Regions from separate parts of the Pan troglodytes genome. Here region 1 is linked to region 2. Evidence: chromatin contacts called from public HiChIP or PLAC-seq data. All regions are on one chromosome and are shown on one strand. Each heading gives the region's core, a stretch centred on a gene start, on an enhancer-like site or on the middle of the called end of the contact. The rest is flanking DNA. Distances are from core to core; before and after follow the strand shown.

The links. HiChIP or PLAC-seq counts read pairs in DNA pulled down with a chosen protein or histone mark.
Region 1: a contact with region 2 is called in an H3K4me3 HiChIP or PLAC-seq map of stem cell-derived excitatory neurons, with 12 times the contacts expected there. The contact joins the promoter of C1H1orf174 here to the promoter of AJAP1 in region 2. A contact is called at or near these places in 1 of 1 datasets of contacts at active chromatin or transcription factors (stem cell-derived excitatory neurons) and 1 of 1 other capture datasets (stem cell-derived neural stem cells).

The regions. Positions count from the first base shown.
Region 1 is chr1:228,175,340-228,181,073 of NHGRI_mPanTro3-v2.0_pri, forward strand. It overlaps C1H1orf174 (chromosome 1 C1orf174 homolog), which reads left to right and starts at 1,972. Exons shown (of 4, transcript NM_001251898.3): 1 at 1,972-2,093. The coding sequence starts at 2,079.
Region 2 is chr1:227,410,763-227,416,460 of NHGRI_mPanTro3-v2.0_pri, forward strand. It overlaps AJAP1 (adherens junctions associated protein 1), which reads right to left and starts at 2,501. Exons shown (of 6, transcript XM_003307782.6): 1 at 2,377-2,501. The coding sequence starts at 2,405. LOC134807838 (a long non-coding RNA gene) reads left to right here and starts at 3,316. Exons shown (of 3, transcript XR_010149215.1): 1 at 3,316-4,031; 2 at 4,216-4,333; 3 at 4,583-5,391.

The DNA.
Region 1 (5,734 bases), core at 722-3,221, 760 kb after region 2:
CCCTTTTCTGAAGACACACATCCTAGAGCCCAGAGAACTTGAGGGCTGGAGGGTTTAAGGCAAGGCTGGATTTCATTTCTATGTTGAAATTCTTAAGAACAGAACAGTGTGCCGGGCGCGGTGGCTCACGCCTGTAATCCCAGCATTTTGGGAGGTCGCGGCAGGTGGACCACGAGGTCAGGAGATCGAGACCATCCAGGCTAACACGGTGAAACCCCGCCTCTACTAAAAATACAAAAAAATTAGCCGGGTGTGGTGGCGGGAGCCTGTAGTCCCAGCTACTCGGCAGGCTGAGGCAGGAGAATGGCGTGAACCCGGGAGGCAGAGCTTGCAGTGAGCCGAGATTGCGTCACTGCACTCCAGCCTGGGCGACATAGCGAGACTCCCGTCAAAAAAAAAAAAAAAAAGAAAACAAAAGAACAGTGGGCCTGGCACGGTGGCTCACGCCTGTAATCCCAGTACTTTGGGAGGCCAAGGTGGGCGGATTATTTGAGGTCAGGAGTTCGAGACCAGCCTGACCAACATGATGAAACCCCATCTCTACTAAAAATACAAAAATTAGCCAGGTGTGGTGGCGCCTGCCTGTAATCCCAGCTACTCAGGAGGCTGAGGCAGGAGAATCGCTTGAGCCCATGAGGCAGAGGTTGCAGTGAGCTGAGATCGCGCCACTGCACTCCAGCCTGGGTGACAGAGCGAGACTCCGTCTCAAAAAACAAACAAACAAACAAAAAAACCCACAACAGAACAGTGGTCCTCAGCTTTACAAACACCTCCCTCAGCGGCAGCCAAAGAGGACACATCACAGCAGCCCAGGCCTGCTAGGGGCGTGTTTGCTGGAGGAGGCGTGGCCGCCGTGTGTCCATCCAGACCTGATAGGGCGTGGCCATTGGAGGAGGCGTGGCCGCTGCGGGTCCGCCCAGGCCTGCTAGGGGCGTGGCCATTGGAAAAGGCGTGGCCGCTGCGAGTCCACTTTGGCCGCGGAGAGTAACGGGACGGCGGAGGGGTCATTTCCCGCCGTGCACGTAACGGGGGGCGAAAACCGGCCCCCAGCCCGACGCCGGACCCTGGGCTTCTGGGCCCACCGACGGCCTCCACTAAGGCCCCCTCCCGCCCGCAACGTGGGGGGACAGCTGAGGCCACTTCCCGGGCGGGCCACCCCAACCCAAAGCGGCATGTCGCGGGGCAGCACAGCCTGCGACAAGCGCGCAAAGCTCCCCAGCGGGGCCGCAGCAAGGGCAGGCCTGGGAGTCCCTCGCGCTGCTCAAGGCCGCTAACCGGCACTCAGAAACCAGCGCTCTGCGGCACTGGAGAAAGCACTTCCCGCCCTCCTGCAGGCTGTTAGCCAGGGGATGCAAGGGGAGGGGCCCCTCACGGACGCCCCGCCCGCCCCTCTCAAACATGGCGGCCACAGGCGCACCAAGGGAAGAGCCCCTCACAAACATGGCCGTCCGCCCCTCTCATACATGGCGCCAAAGAGGCTTCAAGGGAAGCACCCCTCACGAACATGGTTGCCTGCCCCTCTCAAACATAGCGGCCACAGGTGCACCAAGAGAAGCGCCCCTTACAAACATGGCCGCCTGCCCCTCTCAAACATGGTGGCCAAAGAGGCTTCAAGGGAAGCACCCCTCAAGAACATGGTTGCTCGCCCCGCTCAAACATGGCGGCCACAGGTGCACCAAGGGAAGCGCCGTTCACGAACATGGCCGTCTGCCCCTTTCAAATATGGCGAACACAGAAGCTACCAAAAAAGCACCCCCCGCAAACATAATCTCTCAGGCCTGCCACGGGCGTGGGAAACATAGCGGCTACAGGGGTGCCAAGGGACGCGCCCTCATGAACATGGCCAGCCACAGGCCGACTGCCTGCTCCAGTGTCCCACCACTGGCCCAAGGCCTGTGACCTTCGACCGCCGCTTACGAAAGAGCCAACACTGTGTGGTCACATGACGAGGGTGCTGCACTGTGATTGGCTGTGCTGACGTCGGACGCCGCCGCGGCGCGCTCTGCAGACTCCGGGTCGCCGCTCCGCCGGGACGCGTTGGCCGGGGCGCGCGGTGCTTGGCTGCGGTGCTCACACTCATGAGGAGCCGGAAGGTGAGGGCTGGGTCCCGGCAGCAGCTGCGCCGGGCAGGGCGGGGACTCTGGGCCACCTGCTGTCTGGAGAACCGGGGCGGGGTCACGGGGTGCCTGTGGCCTAGGAGCGGCCTCCGCTTGGGCCTCGCCCCCGGCAGGAGTTGGGGGCTCCAGGCCACGCTCCCGGGAGAAGGAGGGCTCCGAGGTCACGCCCCTGTGAAAAGGGGGCTCCGGGCCACGCCCCCGGGAGAAGGGGAGCTCCCAGGCCACGCCCCCGGGAGAAGGGGCGTTCCCAGGCCATGCCCCCGGGAGAATGGGGGCTCCGGGCCACGCCCTCGGGAGAAGTGGAGCTCACAGGTCACGTCCCCGGGAGAAGGGGGCTCCCAGGTTACCCACTCCCGCAGAAGGGGGGCTCTGGGCCACACCCCCGGGAGAAGGGGAGCTCCCAGGCCATGCCCCCGGGAGAAGGGGGGCTCCGGTCCACGCCCTCGGGAGAAGTAGAGCTCACAGTTCACGTCCTGGGCAACAGGGGGCTCCCAGGTCACGCCCCCTTGAAGAGAGGTTTCAGGCTGCTTTCCTAGGAAGGTGGGGCACCCTCTCCAGAACTGGTTTCAATTCCTGGTAGTGCTGGATGCTGCAGAGCTGAGTTTGTGCCCCTCAACTGCTGCCACTCCAATGGAGGTCACACAGCAAGTGACCTCAGCTTGGCCCCATCTACTTAATGTGCTAAAAGTGGGGTGATGAGGGATCCACCAAGAGGGTGGTGAGGATTGAAGGGGGGTGCCAGTGTCTGGCAAGGGGCAAGTGCTCATTGCGTGGGTGTAACATTTAAGGCGAAGGACCCTTTTCACAGTGGACCCGGCGCGGGTCCAGGTCCACTTGGGAGGCTCTGAGCTGCATGGAGGCTCTCCTGGTTTGTTCAAATGGGAGTGGCCACTTGTGAATTCCAACTCCTTTTACTATTTTTATCTTTGAACCAAAACTTGTCTCCTGTAGGCACATATACTTGGATCTTTTTTAAAATCCAGTCTGGTAGTTTCTGCCTTTTGATTGAATTGTTTAGCCCATGCACATTTAATATTATTGATACACTGTAGTTAGGTTTACATTTGCCGTTTTACTTTTTCTTTTCTTTATACAAGTCTGTCTTTTTCTTCCCGTTCCTTCTTTAAGTGGATTAAAGTGAATATTTCCTAATGTAGCATTTTAATTTAATGATTTTTTTTCACAACTTTTTCGGGTTTTTTCCAGTGCTTGCTCTATGTTTTACCGTATACATCTTAATCTTCATATTCTCCATATACATCTTAAGCTTCAGATTTGTACTAGGTTAATTCCAAGTGATACAGAAATGTTACTCTTATATGGTTATTTTTGTGGTATTTTGTTATATGTATTACATCTGATAATGTTACAAACTCAACAGTACTGTGTTATTATTATTACTTGCTGTCTGTGGTCATTTCCTTAGCCAGTAGGGGTTTGCTTTCACCCACTTTCTTTGTTTTGTTATTGGCAAATATAGTACATGTCTGTATATATTATACACATATTATTGTATACAATTGCTTTTTAAATTAAGAGAAGGAGGTAGAGGAATAGGCATTTAAACTATATAAGAACATAATTACCTTTACTGGTGCTGTTTGTGTGTGTGTGTGGTTTTGAATTACTGTCTGGGGTCACTTGCTTTCAGCCTGATGAACTTCTTTTAGTGTTTCTCGTAAAGTGAGTTTGTTGTTGTTGTTGTTGTTTTTGCTTTGAGACCAGAGTCTCACTCTGTTGCCCAGGCTGGAGTGCAGAGGTGTGATCTCGGCCCACTGCAACCTCTGCCTCCCGGGTTCAAGTGATTCTCGCCTCAGCCTCTGGAATGGCTGGGATTACAGGAGCCTGCCACTACGCCCGGCTAATTTTTGTGTTTTTACTGGAGACAGGTTTTCACCATGTTGGCCAGGCTGGTCTAAAACTCCTGACCTCAGGTGATCACTGCCTCAGCCTCCCAAAGTGGTGGGATTACAGGCATGAGCCACCATGCCCAGCCCATTTTTGAAGTATAGCTTTGCTGGATATAGGATTCTTGGTTGACAGGTTTGTTTGAGCATGTTGAATATGTTTGAATATTCTCCATTGTTTCAGTCAGTTCATTTATTGAGGTTCCCTTCTAAGTGGCTTTCTTCTTGGGGCTTTCAAGATTTTGTTCTCTTTCAAGATTTTGCCTTTGATCTTTGTATTTTTACAGTGATGTGTCTGTGGATCTCTTTGCATGTATCCTATTTGGAGTTCTGTTCATTAAGATTCCTGGATATGGGGCCAGGCGCAGTGGCTCACGCCTGTAATCCCAGCACTTTGGGAGGCTGAGGCAGGCGGATCACGAGGTCGGGAGATTGATACCATCCTGGCTAACACAGTGAAACCCTATCTCTACTAAAAATACAAAAAATTAGCTGGGCGTGGTGGCGGGCGCCTGTAGTCCCAGCTACTTGGGAGGCTGAGGTGGGAGAATGGCATGAACCTGGGAGGCGGAGCTTGCAGTGAGCCAAGATTGTGCCACTGTACTCCAGCCTGGGCGACAGAGTGAGACTCCATCTCAAAAAAAAAAAAGATTCCTGGATATGTAGGTTAATGTTTTTCTGTAAATTTGAGAAGTTCTCAGCCATTATTTCTTCAAATATTTTTTCTGCTCCTTTCTCTCTGCATTCCTGGTGGTTCTTATTTTGTGTATGTTAGTGTACTTGATGTCCAGCATTTCTCTGCAGCTTGCTTTATTTTTCTTCGTTCTTTTTTTCTCTGTGTTCTTCAGCATGCATAATCTATCGATCTGTCTTCAAGTTTGCTTATCCTGCCAGTTCAGTTCTACTATTAAGCCCTTCTAGTGAATTTTGTTATTTCAGGTTTTGTACTTTTCTACTCCAGAATTTCCATTTGGTTTTTAAGTAATTTCTCTTTATTGATAGTCTCTTTGATGCAGCATTATCTTATGTTTCTTCTTTATTCATGATCTTGATATTGTTTATCATGGCTACCTTGGTCCTTTATATATGTATAAATCCAACATCTGGTCACTCTCACAGACAGCTTCTGTGGCCTGCTTTTATTCCAGTGTATGAGCCTACTTTTCTTTTTCTTTGAGTGCTTCATAATTTTTTGTTGGGATTATGCCTTCATAATTTTTTTGACATTTAGATAATACATTTTAGCAATTCTGGGTACTGTCCCCAACCCTGGGGCTTGTCATTGTTAATATGCTTATTTGTTTAGCAACTGGGTAGATTGTTTTGATAAAGTATATTTCCCCTGCCACAGTGTTCAGCCTGTGATGTTGCTGGTGGGGGGTGGCTCCCAGCCACTCTGGATGACAGTGGTTTTAGTGAGGTCCTTTTCCTCTTTCCCTGACCACATCCAGCTGTTGAACTTCGCTAATGCCAGGTTATTATGCTGTTCTCAGCAACAGCCTGGGCATAAGTTGCTCTACAAACTAATCCAATCAAATTGTGGCTTCTTCGAAGGGATACTTTCTAAGGTCAGTGTTTGGTTAGTTTGTTCGGTGTCCAAGAGGCCTCCTCCCAGCTGTGTTAGTCTCTGGCTCTCTCCTGCGAACTGGTTGGCCTACAGTTTGGCCTATTGCTTGATTCTCCACTGCCTCCACCCCCTTCATCACAGCC
Region 2 (5,698 bases), core at 1,251-3,750:
AAAAAAGCTCCACATACAGCTCAGTTCCAACACAGACGTAAATAACCAAGCCCAGACCTCGTCTCTGGGGCCGGAACTAAGAAAGCCCACCCCACCCCCACCCCCACCCCCTGCCCAGCAAGTTACACTGCACCTCTCCCATGGTGGAGCAAGCCAGGCCTTCTGCCACCCCAGCTGGAGGCTCAGTGTCTACCTGTCCTAACCAGGCTCCAAGCTTGGCAGCAAGACGCCCAGTGCTCACCTAGGGAGCCGCGGAGTGGCTTGCAAGCAAAGGTGAAGGGCTGTCTTGAAAGAAAAAGTGCATTTCCAGACCTTGAACTTGCAACCCTTTGGCTCAGAGTCCCCAGGTGCCCATTGTGATGCAAAACCACCCAGACCCTCTGGGTACAGGCCTCCTTCTCTGGCCAGGAGACAGCAGTAACAAGACAGAGCTCTCCCATCAGGATCCCAAATAGGTGACAGCTCGTCCTTAAAGGCACACTTACAGAAAATCTCCTGTGCTGACATCGAGGGGGGAAAAACAAAAGGTCAAACTTCAAAAGAACCAACAGAACTATTTCCTAAAGCAAAATCCCAAGATCCGGCTTGAGGATGCTTGAGAGGAACTGTTTTAGTAAATTTCAAATCAAAAGAGAGGCTTCTTTCCAAGATATTTGCTCTTCTCTCCCTTTATCAAAATGTACTCATCTTTTAATCTAGCAACTTAGCAATAAAAAAAAAAAAAATGTCTGTTCAAATAAGTTGCCATCAGGAATCAAGTGGCAGATGGCAGCTCAGGAAGCAGGTCGGAGCTGAAGACCAGCCACTGGCCAGTGTGGGGACCCGTCTGGTCATTCACAAAGCCTTGGAAGGTCTTGCTGAGACCTGGGACAGTCCGGGGCAGAGCAGGGGATGCCAGGCCTCCAGGGCACCTGGATCAGGGTCATTCCTGCAAAGCTGTCCTCGCTCCATTTTGCCAACATCCCAGAACGGTCCAAGCCTAAACCTTATCTAGCCCAAGCACACTTATCGATTCACGCCCGACCAATATCCCACACCCAACACAATCGGCTCCATGATTAACCTTTGAAGCCCACAGCAAGATCGGCCACTGAGGGAAGGGATGCTAATAATAACATCTGACAATGTTCACTAGATGTGTTATACAGTATTCACCTCTGGGAGCAGAATCGGCTCATAAATCAAGGGTCGCTAGAAAACACTTGGCGTCCCAGTCCCCTTCCGATTTCTCAAAATCAGGACACGCACTAGATCCTCCCTCCCTTCGCCTCACTCCCCCCGCAGCTTCATCCCTGAGTGGGGGCGGCTCAAGCAGCGGGCTAACAACTACTGGCCTTTTCGTCCCCAACGCGGGAGCGCAGTGCATCCCAGTGGACAAACTCGAGAACCGCACGCTGCTCTCCGCCTCCACCTCTGTCCTCCCCGCTCGCGGTTCCAACCCGGGACCCAAATGCACGAGCTCGGTGAATGCCCCGGCAGGAGGGCGAGGGCTCAGAGGCAGCCTGCCCAGCAAAAACGACAGCTGTGCTCTGGTGGGCCCTGGGCCACCCCAGGCAGAAGCCAGAGAAGCCCAAGAACCCCGGCGGGCTGGCAAAGTTTGCCGAGAAGGGTCTTCTGGACACCCCCACCACGGGCTCTAGGCTCGAACCCCCTGTTCCATCTGGCCCTGGAGTCCCAGACACAGACAAGCCCCGGGCGCGCCGGCGGGCGTATGTGCGTGTGTGCTTACAGCGGGGTGGCCGCCGGAGCTCCCCAAGAACCCCAGCTCTCCCGCCCCAGCTGCCCGCCAGCTGTGGGCGCCCGTCGGGCCCGGAGGTCACCCGCAAACAGCTGGGTCGGCAGCTGGGAGCCTGGGAGGCCCCTGCTCAGCCCCGGGGCCCCGAGAAAGGAGAAGGGGGAGCGGAGTGGCTGTTTGGCTCTGGTTTCCTCCAACTCCGCCTGCGAAGCTCTCGCTGGGAGCCCGGAGCTTTAGCTTTCCCTGGCAGCCCCGGCCCCCGCGCCCGCCGCGCCCAGCGGCCGGCGCCTCGCCCCGGGCCCCGGGGAGGAGGCGCGCCGGGGCAGCCGGCCAGGACACTGCGCTGCTGGCTCCTAGAGCTGCGGGCGCGCCTGGCCGGCCCCACTGCCCGGGTTGCTGGGGCGGGCGCCGCTGCCCCGACCCCGGACGCGCGGAGCCCTGGAGACCCGGCCGCTCCCCGCCAGGGCCGCGGTGCTCCAGGCTCCGGGCGGGCGCCCCTTTCCGGCTCCCGGTGCACCCCGTTGCCCGCTTGCGGGAAGCGAAGAGGGGTCCCTTGATTTGCAACATAGAGGAAAGCGCCGCTTCCGCCCAGCCTGGCACCCACGCGCCCACACGCACCCGGCGCCGGCCGGGTCGCTCACCTGAGTCCTAAAAGCTGTTGAATCCACATGGTCACGTTTCGGGGAGCGGGGCCTCAGACCTGGCTCGCCCAGGCCATCTGCGCGGCGCCCGCGCCCGCTCGCTTCCGTCCCGCGGCGCCGGTCTCCGGCTCTCGGTCCGCCGCCTCCCGCCGCCCGCCGGCCGCGGGGCGCACAGCGAGTCAGAGCGCGGCCGCGCGGGGCTCCATGCCGGCCGGCGCGCCGCCGCCGTTGGGGCGCATGGCTCAGGCTGGGCGGCCCGCGGGGGCGCACATCCTCCGGCCGGGGCGCGGGGCTCGCGGCCCCCTCCGCCGGCGGCACAGCGAAGGCGGCAGCGAGGCGGGGCGTGTTCCGGCGCTGTCGCGGCGCAGCAAAGGGCTGGGGAGCCGCGGCTTCGCCCTCCGGGGCTGCGAGGAGGGAGGCCGGCGGCGCTGCCGCTCACGGTGCGTGTCTCCCGGCGCGCGGCTCTTGCCTCCAGCCGGAGCTCCGCGCCGATGGGGCGGCGCTGCTTAGGGTTTGGGACGACGCGACGCGGACGGACGCGGGTCCTCTCCGCGCTGCCGGGTCGGGGGGCTCTGCCAGAGGCTCCGCCGCCGATCGGCGCCACTCAAGTTGCCCGGGGGCTCCGTCTGAGCGCTCGCTCTGCAGACGGCCGCGGCCCGGAGACTGGCAGGAGGCGGGCACGAGAGGCGCGCGGGGCGAGGGCGCCGTGGAGCGCGGGGCGTGGGGACGCGCGGCGGCGGCGCCGCGCGGAGGAGGCGCGCGGGGATCCCGGGGCCCCGCCGCCCGCGCCCACCGCGCCCGCCGCAGAGCCGCCCGCGCTGCTCAGCCGCCTCCCTCCTCGCGTCTGCCTCTCCGCGCGCTCGCCCCCGCCTCCCGGAGCCGGTCCCAACTCCGCCCGCCCGGCCCGGCTCACGTCACCCGCCTTCCCCGCCCCTCGAACGGGAGCTCGAGCCCCTGGCCTGGCCCCGGCTCCTGCTCGCCGCCCCACCTTGCGGGGGCCGGGGTCGCCGCGGGTGGTGGGGGGCGCTGTGCCCAGCAGGGGCGACAGCGTAGGCGGGGCCTCCTGCAGCCCCCTTCCCCATCCCCGGTCGCGTCCCGGTCCCCACCTTGCGAAAGGCTCGAGAGAGGCCGCAGGCTAGGATTGGACCGCCGGGCGCCGCCGGATGGTGTTGCCAGGGTAACCGGATGGCATGCGAAGCCGTTCGAGGTTCCGACCCGGTTACGGGGGCGCCCAGTGGACCCGGAGAGCTACTTTGGGGAGGGGGCGGCCCCGAAGAAGGACTGGGTGGGGGCGCATGGAGCGGGGGCTGCGCGAAAAGTTTCCTGGGGCGGAGCTGAGCCACGCGGGTCGCGCAGGAGCGTCTGTCCGAGGGTCGCCTACGAGGGACTCCTCTGCTCGGCTGCGCGGGCTTCTGCGTTGATGAAGTCACCGCGTTCCGGGTCGGAGCTTCGGCGCTTCTGCCCCGAACCCAGCGAAGCCCGGTCCTATGCCCCCGATTACCCAACGGTCCCTCATCGCCCAGCGCAGCTGCTGCCTGGCCAGGCCCTTGCTCCGGAGGTGTCGCTGGAAAGTTCCAGGGAATCTGGGCCTCCCAGACTCTCCACCGGCGTTTCACTGCTCCCTTCCCATGCCAGGACTCCTCTGTGCCTACCTGGTTAGTCTGTATTTGCAAAAAACAAACAAAAACAACAACAAAAAACAAATGGGGGGGCACTTAAAGGAGGACAGACGCTGGGCGGGGACCTTTCACTGAGAGAAGTGACATGGGGCGGAATCCTCTGCAGACCCGCTGACGCCTTGAGAAACCACGGCAAAACCCTGCTTTTAATCCTCCACAGGCTGAGGGCAGTGCAGAATCCGGGCCTTGGAAAGGACACTGGTGCCACCCTTCACTGGGGAAAGGTGCAAGGGGCGGGGGATATACCATGCCGAGTCTTCGCTCTGTGCTCTGTGCAGGTGCTTGACCCAGGCCAGCTCTGGAATCGCCCCAGGCCATGCGAGAGCCGTGGGGGGTGAGGGGGGCGGGAAGCACTTCACAGGTGAGGCCTCCCTGGGAGGGGCAGCCAGTGAGGGGGTGGAAGGGCAGAGCCAGGAGGACCATGGCTTGGGGCTCAGTGTCCCAGGAGGACCATGGCTTGGGACTTAGTCTCCCAGGCGAACCATAGCTTGGGGCTTAAGTCCCCCAAGCAGCCCTTTCACCCCCAGGCCTCCAGGATCTTTGCCAACGGTCTTGAGGAGCCAGGCACAGGATTGGACTCTGCCCAGGCAGGAGGATGAAGACAGTGACTTCCCCCACCAAGACTCCCGGCAGAGGGCCAGAGGCAGGGAAGTGTGGTGGCAGGAGGGCCAGTCTTGCCGTGGCTGGACCAGGGGCCAGCGCTTGCTAACTAGGGGTCCTGGCCGAGTTGTGTGGCCTCTCCGACCCTCGGTCTCCTCATCTGTAAGATGGGTCCCACAGCCCCTCCCCGGGGAGGTGTTTGCAGGGCTCCATGAGAAGGCCTCACACACACTGTGGCTATGGTGATCTGTGAGCCGGTCAGAGGACCCGAGAGGCAGCAGGGTGACTCAGCAGTTTCCCTGCCGGGCCGCCCCTGGGTCATCGTCCCCTAGAGCCTCTCCCTGAGGGGTGTGAGGGAGCGGATCCCATTAAGAGGCGAAGGAGGCAGGGAGGTCCTGGAACCAGCGGGGCCTATGGCGGCCGGCGGGGAAGGAGGCGCAGGCAGTGCTGCCACCTAGCGGTATGAGGAGGCGGTGCTGCACCAGGGAGGCCCTTCCTGCAACCGGAGTGGGCCTGGAAGAGGCCGGCTTCGCAGCCTAGGAGCCAGCAGGGCAGGGAGGGGCTCCGGACCGGACCGTGTCGGCTCCAGGAACCCCTTGGGCAGCCTTGTGGACACCTGCTGACCTCTCTCAGAATGGCTTCTAAGTGCATAGATGAAAAAGCCCAGGATTATTAGGAAACCAATTCTATGCAAATGCATTATCAGAAGAGTAATAAAAACAAATTTCTGATATAGCCGTATATATTTTTTATTAATACACTTAGTAAGCAATTGACAGATCCTAAATTACGTTCCTTTTGAAGTCCAGATATGCAGCAATAATATCCTGAGGTAACTGCAGCCATGGCAATGTAATATGGAAATGCCAGTGCTTTCTATGTTTGACGGTCACAGGCACTGAGCTCTGCCACCGACATTGATAATGAAAGGAAATGCCAAGTCTCAGTTAGGGTTAAATAAAGATGCCAGTTTTCCCCCATCCGAGTTGAAAGACCGTTTGAATTCTATCCAAGTGCCCTGGGAATCTCTGGACAAAGAAAAT